Linked DNA regions of Triticum aestivum: region 1 is linked to region 2. The links are chromatin contacts, called in public Hi-C maps. All regions are on one chromosome and are shown on one strand. Each heading gives the region's core, a stretch centred on a gene start, on an enhancer-like site or on the middle of the called end of the contact. The rest is flanking DNA. Distances are from core to core; before and after follow the strand shown. Region 1 holds the start of LOC123111938 (phospholipid:diacylglycerol acyltransferase 1). Region 2 holds the start of LOC123111937 (protein Brevis radix-like 1).

The links. Hi-C and Micro-C count contacts between places; a contact is called where the count stands out from the background.
Region 1: a Hi-C map of leaf shows a contact between it and region 2, with 2.8 times the contacts expected there. The contact joins the promoter of LOC123111938 here to the promoter of LOC123111937 in region 2. A contact is called at or near these places in 2 of 5 Hi-C or Micro-C datasets (leaf and an unstated tissue).

What each region holds. Positions count from the first base shown.
Region 1 is chr5B:378,203,492-378,209,013 of IWGSC CS RefSeq v2.1, reverse strand. LOC123111938 (phospholipid:diacylglycerol acyltransferase 1) reads right to left here and starts at 3,061. Exons shown (of 6, transcript XM_044532821.1): 1 at 2,301-3,061; 2 at 1-39. The coding sequence starts at 2,785.
Region 2 is chr5B:377,489,926-377,495,433 of IWGSC CS RefSeq v2.1, reverse strand. LOC123111937 (protein Brevis radix-like 1) reads left to right here and starts at 3,394. Exons shown (of 5, transcript XM_044532820.1): 1 at 3,394-3,803; 2 at 4,036-4,436. The coding sequence starts at 3,648.

The sequences.
Region 1 (5,522 bases), core at 1,812-4,311, 710 kb before region 2:
TCGTTGTCCAATGACATATGTTCAACCCAGCATAAAGGCCTGAAAAATGTTCAAGAGGATTAAAGAGATTGCAAGCAGAAGCAGGTCTGTGATAGTGCATAACTATACCTAAAAGAGTGCTCTAGCAAAATGAAGGAGAATAGTACAATAACCAACTTATGATAAGTAAGTTTTGATGACTGCAGGCAAAACATAAAGAGCACCTATTCTAGGCAAAAGCCCCTTCAGTAGAAAGAGTTGGAAAAGATAAAATAATAAACTAAAAAACAAAAGTAACAAACTCTGTAACATGTAACCTTAGCAGTAGTGACTATAATACAGCATCAAATGAAGTGAAACTAACTCTCGGGTTAATCCATGTTACAGGGAGCAGTATAGCATCTAGCTTTGCATGGATATTTCAGTTTCAAGACTGAAGCTATGCCATGAGAAATTTAGGGCCAGTTCTTTTGGGCAATTCTCCCAGAATTGACCCCCTCCCCAGCTTCTCCCAGAATTGCCACTTAATATTTTTTTACAATTCCTAGCTAGTTAAGGTCTAATTAGCTAGGAATTGTAAAAAAATATTAAGTGGCAATTCTGGGAGAAGCTGGGGAGGGGGTCAATTCTGGAAGAATTGCTCAAAAGAACTGGCCCTTAGACTCTGCTTCTACTTGTAAACTATCAACTTCATTCTTGGTAACAGGGTTCAGGATATTAAATTTGTTCAGACTGACGTTTTAATGCAGGTATTTACGACAAAGTACATACAATGCCACATACCATGTACTCTCTCCGTAAACAAATATAAGAGCGTTTAGGTCACTTATTTAGTGATCTAAACGCTCTTATATTAATTTACAGAGGAAGTAACAGCTAATCCCACAAGAAGTTGCTAGTGCGCTGAACTTTTAAGGTCATATAAAGCACGACACACAAGCCCCTGAACAAGATTGCTAATTTTCCAAGAGGCACTAAAAGACTGCATTACTTATTTTTTCCAGCATATAGGTTTTAGGATTCAAATTAGGCTTATTAAATATTTCCCTTTTTCTCTAAACAGATATTTCACTGTAGAATCCGAAGTTCTGCAAACAAGCAGAGCACCAAGATTACCGCCCCTGCCAAAATGTGACTGTAAATAAAGGCAGTTACTTCAATGCAAAGTTAGTGATCTACTTTTCCTACATAGGGATAACTCACCAACACAAGGCTTAGAAGGAATAACAGGTATGCTGTTCAGGGATCACGTTATTACTCTCACCAGAAAGTAAGCAACATATACCTTCCAGAAAAGGAGTATTTAAATAATAAATAATGAAACAGTCAGATGTAAATATCTACTAAGTCTTTGTAGAGATTTCACTAGGTGGACTACATACGAAGCAAAATGAATGAATCTACACTTAAAATGCATCTATAAACATCCGTATGTGGTTCATAGTGAAATCTCTACAAAGACTTATATTTAGGAACGGAGGGAGTACAAGGCATCCCATGACTACATCAAAAGCTTTGTCTAATGCAAATTGTAATTTCTCCTAAAGGACCTGAACACACATAATCTAGATTTCTCTTGTACAAGAATTTTCCTATATCAACATCCCCTCATAGCCAGTGGGGGACACAATGTTGCCTAGTTTTAAAACATGTGCACTCCATGCAGCTCTCGAAGTCACATCTTGCCCACTCAAATCCTGCTCCCATGCTAGCAAGAAAAACCAGCATTTCAAGGCAGCTGAAAGTGATTGTCACACCCAACATTTCATATAAATATCCAAGTACTTACACAATTAAACAGTACAAAACTAGCTTAAGAAACACAAATCAAGTTCAGATTACCAAGAATTATAATCCTTCCACGGTAACAAAACAACCATCAAGAAAGTAATAAAAATTATCCAAATTTGGAACCAACTTTCTGTTGAGCACCTAAATCCCAGTTCTTGACTGAGCACCTTGGCATTTTGAGGGATCATGCAGCCTGACCCAGATTTCAGAAGATCTGGAACGAACCTCTAGTCCTGCAGCTCAGATACATTAATAAGATATAAAAGAAATCTACGGAAAGGGCGTTAGAGAACACGAGGGATTGACAGCCTATGGAATCAGACTGCTGTCCTGAAGTCCTAACTCTGCCAAAACAATTCCCAAAAGCTCGACAAACAACAAAGCAAGCCAAAAAGAATAACATGGGACTCATTCTATTAAAGGATCCTAGCGTGGATTACTAAAGCAGCCCTAATAACGACCAAACAAAGTAGAGACTTAACGGACACGCGACGGATGCGAATGCAACACCTAACAGGTGAGAAAGCGACCTCTTGTACACGTCGCCGAATGTGCCGCCCCAGAGGCGCTTCCGGAAGAGCCCCTCGGCGCACTGGTGGCCCTCCCAGAGCTCGAGCCCTCCGGTGACGATCCCCGGCACGAAGATGACGGGGTGCTTGGCGTGCAGCCCCTCCTTCTGCAGCTTGACCCCGGGCGGGTCCGGGAGCGGGCCCGTGATGGCCTCCGTGACGTACTGCGGGAAGGAGGCCGGCATGGCGTTGTAGAGGAAGAGCAGCAGCCACCAGGAGGAGCAGACGCAGCCCACGAGCCAGCAGCAGCTGTCCACGCACGACCACTTGCCCTTGGCCCGCCGGCCGGCCTCCTTGGACGGCGGCGCGGAGGCGGAGGAGGACGGCTGCTCCTGCGCCGGCTTCTTCCCCTTGTCCTTGTCGTCGTGGTCGGAGCCATTGCTGTCGTCGCCCGGCGAGGGCGGCGGCGGCGACTGCTGCTGCCTCCGCCTCCGTAGGAGCGACATGGCGCGCGCGGGCGAATGGGATCGGCGGGCGGGGCGGGGCTACCTGCGCGGGCGCACTCGCATCGCCGGCGGCGGCCCGCGAAACCCTAAGCCGGCGGCGGGGCCCAAGGAGGCGGAGGGGGCGAGGTCGGGAGGGGCGGGGCGGCCTCGCGGGGCTAGCGTTTGTGAGGTCGGGAGAGGGAGGAGGCTCGAGGCCGTAGGCGACCGTCGCGCCGCACCGGAGCGATCCCTGCGCCCGATGTACGTGCGCCGAGCTGGCCACGAGTGCCTGCCTACGTGGGCCCGGTGGCACGGGACGGGTCTGTGGTTCGTGAAGACGCGGTGCGGGTGAGGTGGTGGGGGCGGAGTTCGCCTGCCTCTATTGATTGGAACATGTGTGGGGCCCACGGGTGGCAGTCAAGGACGGGGACGGTGAAGCGGGACCGGCGTAGCTTGCAGAAATGATAATGGCGATCCAACCAGAGCAGAGCCTCGCCAAAACGTGATCTTTCTGGGTTTTGTTTTTACTAAAACGTGATCTTTCGGTTGGCACGGTTTTCCTTTTGCCATTTACTGTACATTGCATGAAGGTGCAGAGCACGATCCATTCTCATATAATAATGGACTTAAAATAATTTAGATTCTTTTAAATATATATTCATCAACTATTTAAGGAATCCAACGCTTGAAAAACTACCTCTTATATTGTGGGATAGAGGGAGTACATCGCTTTTTAAGTATCTGTTTTAAAATTTTGACAAATATTACTAGTCGCAAATTTTAAGGTTTAATTATATCTTGTCTAGAACGGCGGCTTTAACCAGACGCGAGGGATATCTGGGTAGCATGAGCCATGAGGGAAAGCTTTTACTCCAAATGCCACATATAAGTTTTTATAAAGCTAGCATGTTATCAATTGGCATGTCCAATCATCCACCGACTTGTGTTCTTGTAAATATTTCTACCGCCCTTAAAACCCCATGCACCTCGCTTTGTTAATGATCCTAGCAAGATCGTCCTTCTTCTGAAATGATGATCCTCCTTCTCCCTGTTGGCGATAATCTAATGGTTGTACGATTCCTCGTTCATTAGGTGACATCTCATTGCCTTTGTCGCTCCCTAGCACGCCTACCCCAAGGAACATGTCATTAGGGTGCAATTAGGTGACGAGTAACCACGCCATGCACCATGACGACTTTCAGGTTGTGTCGTGCGTGATGATTATGGTTCATGACTGCGACTGGAACTCCCGCCATGAGACGTCATCGCATTTCAACACGCATGCATCATTCATTTGTTCTATATGGATAGTCAGTTTCAGCACGTATTCCGGTCATCCAACAACTTTCATATGCCCTCGTATGCATTTTGTTCCTGGGCGGCAATAGCAAAGAAATGACTTCCTGTCCTGGCATGTGCAGTCCCGCACGAACATCATGCACCTGTAGACCGGCGTCTACATAGTGGTGGGGAATGGGCACCGGATCAATACAGATGGCCTTGACATTGTGCTCGTATCATGTCAACCTTAACATTAGGAGTCATTGTGTTGTAGATATACGAAGGGAATTTTTAAGATGGATGAAATGTGTACTGAAAGCGGACATTGGTGTCGATAGAAACAAATGTATTATTCACAACTGAAGTACTTTTGTAAAAAACAATTCTTTTGGCCTCAATTTCAGTCTTTATGGAAATGTTCAACACAAATCATGTTAGCAATTTCAACTTGTAGCAATAGCAACATCGAATAAAAATTACATAATTTATTATTGTCATAAAGCAAGTATATAAAGTTGCGAGAACTGAATTGTGGCAATAGCAACTGGGAGCACATGACTGCAAGGGTAGCCCTCAAGCTTGGGCTTGTTAAAAGTGCACTCACAGGACGTTGGGCCGAGGGTGACAACTTGCTTTTTTTATCCTCTGTGGTGACCCTTAACGTACTTGGCTCGCACATTGACCTCACACTTATTCCTAAGTGCGTCCACTTTCCTGCAGCCATGGCTTTGGGACTTTTTTGCTTTCTCGTCCAGATGTCTTTGCATCTTCTCAGACCATGGCTTATTCAATTCAACTTGTGCATTGGCGACGATGACCCTGTCTGCAAAATATGACAGGGTCCGGTTCCAAGTTTCTTCAATTAGGGTTGTGATAGGCAAGGCTCTCACCTCTTTAAGAACACCATTGTACACCTCTGACATGTTGTTGGTCATTATTCCATACCGAGCCCCGGTGTCGTGAGCCTACGCCCACTTGTACAAATCAGTGGAATTCTCGCGGATCCACTGGCTCAAATTTATGGGCGTCCTACGACCCCTCCGGTCTTCTCTCTACGGCAAGGTCGCGCGCTCGATCTCACCATTGACACCTGCCCAGATCGCATTCATTTCATCTTCAATTTTCTGCATGCACATCCTCTTGAATAACTTGAACCAATTCATGTTTTTGAATTTGGAGTAAAAGTTTGCTGCCAAATGCCTCATGCACCACCTTCCCTCTAGATCCGACCACCCCCACTCTTCTGACGACTCCTTAATTATATCGAGAGCGCTCAATAATCTAGTGTTGCGATCAGAGATGATGCAAACACCTCCACGCTCTTTCACGACACCCATCTTCACGCAGCTCAGGAACCACAACCAGCTATCTTTGTTCTCGCTCTCTACCAGTGCGTATGCAATAGGAAGAAGCTGATTATTTGCATCTGGTGCAATTGCCACCAATAGTGTGCCCTTGTACTTTCCAGTGAGAAAGG
Region 2 (5,508 bases), core at 2,145-4,644:
ATCATGGCATGATGCACAATCAAGTATGATGCATGTCCGGTTTAATGAGGCATGGCATGGCAAGGTGCAACAAACAATACTACAGGTTAAGTGGAGCTCAATATGCAACAAGTTGCATATTGACAAAACACCACATCAATTATTCAGTTCATCTCGTTTAAACTACTCAAATATTAAATGTTGTTAAACATGGCACAAGGTGAAGCACAATAAAACTACCTATCCAGGCAAGTTTAAATGAGGCCGGAACAACAAACAACAATTCCGGGAAATCCTCATGTCCATATTTTAGTTTTGGTACTGTTCTGCCCTAAACCATATTTTAAGGGTGTTAAATAGGAAAATAAAGTGGACCAAGTTATACTATGCATTTTTTCACCCATTTACATATAAAGTTTATTAAATTCGGAGCTACGGTTATTTAGTTATGAAATAAATCGTTTTAACATGGCATTTATGCAAATTTAATCAAACATCACATTTAAACAATTTTGACATGGGTGAAAATTGCAAATTATTAATCTACACAAAATTCTAAGCATTTTACATGTATAAATTATTTACATATGATGCATATTTTGTGAGTTATTAAATGCACGAACAACAGGGGGTTTTCTATAAAACTGTAACTCTGGATAAATGCTAAAAACGCAACAGGAAAAAAAACATGCATCGGGCTGAAACTGCAGGCTGGCCCAACAGGAGAAAAAAACAAAAGGAGGGGGCGCTGTGGGTAGGGGAAGACTAGGGTAACCCAAAAATGGAGAGGGGTGTCCATATATAGTAGGTAGGCTAGGTTAGGGTTTTTTTGGGGCTTTCGGAGCCCTCTGATCACGATCCGATGGCTCCGGTCGGGGGGAGGGTTGTAGGATGGCTAGGTGGGCTGCAAGTGACTGTGTAGAAGGCCTTGGGCTGAGAAGAGAGAAAAGAGAGAGAGGCCTGGTGGCAGTTTCGAAGACCGAAACATCCAACAAAGGTACCGGTAACGGTACCGCTATACATTTAACGGTTGGGCTATCAGATGGACTCCGAATGCGACGAAACTTGGCAGACGGCCTGCCTACACTATAATAAGACCGCACCACAAGTTGCAACCCATTTCGAGAACATTTTTATGCCACTTATAAAATAATATTTCGGAGGTGCCGCGGGCGCGTGCGAGTGTGGTCGGGCTCAGAACGGACAACGGAGAGAACCGGGGAAACCCGGACGGATGCAAGTTTTATGAAAACGATGCCGATGCAATGCGCATGATGCTATGAGACGAGATGCATAACGAGAACAAAAAGCAAAACAAAAGACAAAAACCCAACCACGAAGGAAATATCATATCACATCTCCGGAAAAGGCAAGAGTTGGAGTTACGAATATGGAAAGTTGCATCCGAGGTGTTACAGCTCGCCAGGCTCCGCCCTAGCCATGTTCGGCGGCCAGCTGCGCTCCTTAGAGTGTTCGTCCGGTCGCTGACAAGGTAGAGTAGGGCATGGGACACGAGCCGGCTCACGGGACTCAAGGCGTCGCCGTCTCCCATGCCCTAGTCTTCCTCTCTGGAGCCCGGAACCCGAACAGTGCCGATGGACGTCAGATTGATCATGGATTTGTCCTGGGACGAGCTGCGAACGTCGACGACGATGCTGTTGCGACGAGTTTGGGTGGCGGAGGGGAGTGGAGTGGCTAGAGTTTTGGTCTGGCGAGCGGATGAGGAGGAATATGTGTGGGGTCAGGTGGGCCAGCCTTGGTCGGGTTCAACGTGGCGGGCGTGCCCTGGTGAGCCCGGGCACCCATATCCGCCTCATATTTGGGTTGAATATGAGGGGTGCCGGTCAGCCCGGGCATTTGAGGACCGTTTGAGGGAGCCATCTGGATCAAAATTTTACGACCGGACAGTGACCAAGCAGCCCGCTCAGATGTATGAAGCGACTTTGAGACGCTCGGCTATAGATGCTCTCATATTTCTCTTCCGACCAGCCACAGTAGAGAGTAAGGCTGGTCATAGTGGGGAGTAACTTATACTAGTGTCATGCATATGACACTAGTCTAAGTTACTATCTTCATAGTGCAAAGTAACATAGTAGTAGTGTCATAGAGGACCTCATTAATTAGCTTGTAGACTCATTTTGTCTTGAAAAGCGCTATGTTACAGTAACATATTATGTTACCACTTCTCATTAACTACATGCCACATAAGCAAAAAAATTTCGGAGTGCGCTATGTTACTTGCTAAGTTACTCCTACTATGACTAGCCTAACATACACATATCACTAGACTATGTTACTGCCTTCATAGTGGGTAGTAACCTAAGTGTGCTAACATGCAAAGCTTAATTTACTAGGTTATACTCCCTCTGTCCGCGAATAAGTGTACATTTAGCTTTTGTCTTAAGTCAAAGTTTTAAAACTTTGACCAACTTTCTAGGGAAAAGTAGAAGCATTTATGGCACTAAATTAGTATCACTAGATCTGTTTTGAAATGTACTTTGATAATATACCAATTTGATGCCATGTATGTTACTACTATTTTTTATAAAGTTGGTCAAAATTTTAAAACTTTGACTTAGAATAAAAGCTAGATGTACACTCATTCGTGGACGGAGGGAGTAGACTCATATTGTATTGAGACATGTGATGTTACAGTAACTAACTAAGTTACTCAAACTATCCCTCTCCTCATTAACTCATTGATACATAAGCAAATTTGTTGAGTTGGACTCGATGTTACTGCTAAAGTTAAGTTATATCGCGGGTCTTTTGGAAACGGTCGATTCTTGTGGTTTGCTTGCCCATAGAATGCACGGAGGCGTCTAGAGCGGCACAAGTACCCAAAGCATCGTGGTAACGGTGGCAATCAAACTAGTACTATGATCCAAAACCAGGCGCCGAAGGTGGGAATGAGCCTATGAATATTTAAGCAAAAGAGATTCAGAAGATCGTTTGAGCTGGAGAGCACGCCTCTCGAGGCGAATCTGAGAGTCAGGAACTTAAGTTAAAATTAACCCCCGGGAGTCCATATGAAACCACTGCACATAGTATGAAGGAAAAATTGCACTCCTCACGACATATCCGAACCTTTCGCCTCACCCTTTTCACCCACCACCAAAAAACCCGAACCCCCGTCGAAACACGAACAAACAAAAAGTTCTGCTACTATTGCCGCTGCTACTACTCACTCTCACTCTCTCTCTCTGCTGGCAATGGCAATGGCAATGGCAATGGCCAGTACTGCTACTCCTGCCAGTGGCCACACGGCCGCGGCCCCTCGGGGGCCCGCCACCCACCAGGGGCGTGTCAGGGAAGCTTTACATTGATGGGTCCGTCGATCCAGTCGAGCCACAGTGGAGGCGCCGCTCCATAAATTAAATCCCACTTGGCTCGTGCCGCAGTGCGGCTGCTGCTATTAAAACCGCGATATATACTAATCCGGCCATTAATGCCCTTAACTCGAGCTCGAGATCGGAGGCGAGGAGGGGCGTGCGCGCGCCTGTACTTGCTCCGCCACGTCGTCGCCCGTGTCGCCGTCCGTGCGCTACGCTACGTGCCGCCCCACCATTTAAGGCCGCGCGCCGCTCCCGGTTTCGCTTTCCGGGTCTGTCGCTGTCCGTCGGTCAGAGGGGGCGTGCGCGCGCGTGCTCGTGCTCGCCGGCGGCGGGATGCTCACGTGCATCGCCTGCTCCAGGCAGCTCGGCGGCGGGGTGCCGCCGCTGCACGAGCCGCCGGAGGACGAGGACGTCGTCGATGCCGGCGTCGGCGTGGGCGGCGCTGCCACGCCCAGCACCCGGCAGGCCATCAAGGCGCTCACGGCGCAGGTGGGCTCCCGGGACTGTGCCTGCATCTCTTGCCACTGGAGTTGTGCTTGAAATGTCGATTTTTTGTTCTGTTTCTCTTGTTCTGTTCATCCGCCGAAAGGAGATGACGACCTTTTAAATTCGTCTGAATCTGTCTGGAAGGTTACGCCTTTTAGGTCTTGGAATCTTGTCTCGAGGTCGTAATCATCAGATCGGGTGGGACTGAATTGACGGGGGATTTTCTTGGGTTCAGATCAAGGACATGGCGCTCAAGGCGTCGGGCGCGTACCGGCACTGCAAGCCCTGCGCCGGCTCCTCGGCGGGGTCCTCGGGGCGGCACCACCCGTACCACCACCGCGGCGGCAGCGGCTTCCGGGGCTCCGACGCCGCCTCGGGCTCCGACCGCTTCCACTACGCCTACCGGCGCGCTGCGGGCGGGGGCTCTAGCGGGGAGGCCACGCCATCCATGAGCGCGCGCACCGACTTCCCCGCCGGCGACGAGGAGGAGGAAGAGGAGGAGGACGGGATGTCATCTGGCGGCGGCGGCAAGGAGGACAACGCCAAGGAGTGGGTGGCGCAGGTGGAGCCCGGCGTCCTCATCACCTTCGTCTCGCTGCCGCAAGGTGGCAACGACCTCAAACGCATCCGATTCAGGTGTGTGCTCTTACGCGATTGCGCCTGCATTATTTGCATTTTTCTCCAGTGCATTACTCTGATTGCTGGCTGGAAAATATTTTGTTGGCTTAGTTTACATTTTCAGAAAATGTGATCGAGATTTGAGATCCTCCTGCATTTTCAGAAAATGTGATCGAGATTTGAGATCCTCCTATATATAGATAGTAAATCCCTTGAGATTTTACACACTGGATGAGCTGTAAACCGGAACAATCTGGCGTATTGACTTTAGAATAGGCCCTCATTTAACCCCTCACGTGCTCTAGCCAGGTCGAAGTCTAGATGTGTCAGAATGCATGTTGTGTGAGGAGCCAGTAGATTTAGAATTGCCCACGCTAGAATCATAGAAGCTCCAGTGCATCAACTTGCTATGAATTTTGAACTTACCAGTCCTATGTGGGGGCAAGTCCAGCTTGCACATTTGTACTTTAGGCTATGAAAATGATACATCTGCTGTGCTGGCGATGATGCTTCCTCTCCACCAAAGAGGTGGTATTATCATGGGATAGACACAAAGAGGCCCACAAGCTACATCCTATCTGGGTATCCAATACAGCAGCTTAATTGAAAGACGTTGGAACAGAAAAATTCTGCTCCTTCTCTTCTTTGGCCATTTGCTTGGCTGGTGGCCTTCTTATTGATATGTACTAGTTGGGTCCTCCACACCGGGTTATCAGGAGAGCCATCCAACATGGACACTTGACTGCAGCACTTTTGTTAATGTGCAATAGTACTACATAATACTCTACGATTTTTCTGCCACCCTATTTTGCCATTCTTATGTGTTCTATAGTTTGTAAATCCTTGTTCTTTTAAATTTTCCAACTGGATGTTCTCTAATGAGAACAATCGGGCACATTGTAAATAGCAGTGAAAACTCATTGTCAACTCTAGATTTAGCCTCCGGCGTGATCCAGCCAGGTTGAATTCTAGATGTGTCAGAATGCATGTTATAGAGTTGTCAGATTTAGAATTTTGATTCATACATCTATACCTACTATTAAAGGGAATAGGTATTCTTGGTTTGGTTTAGTCCTTTTCGTTTTCTGGG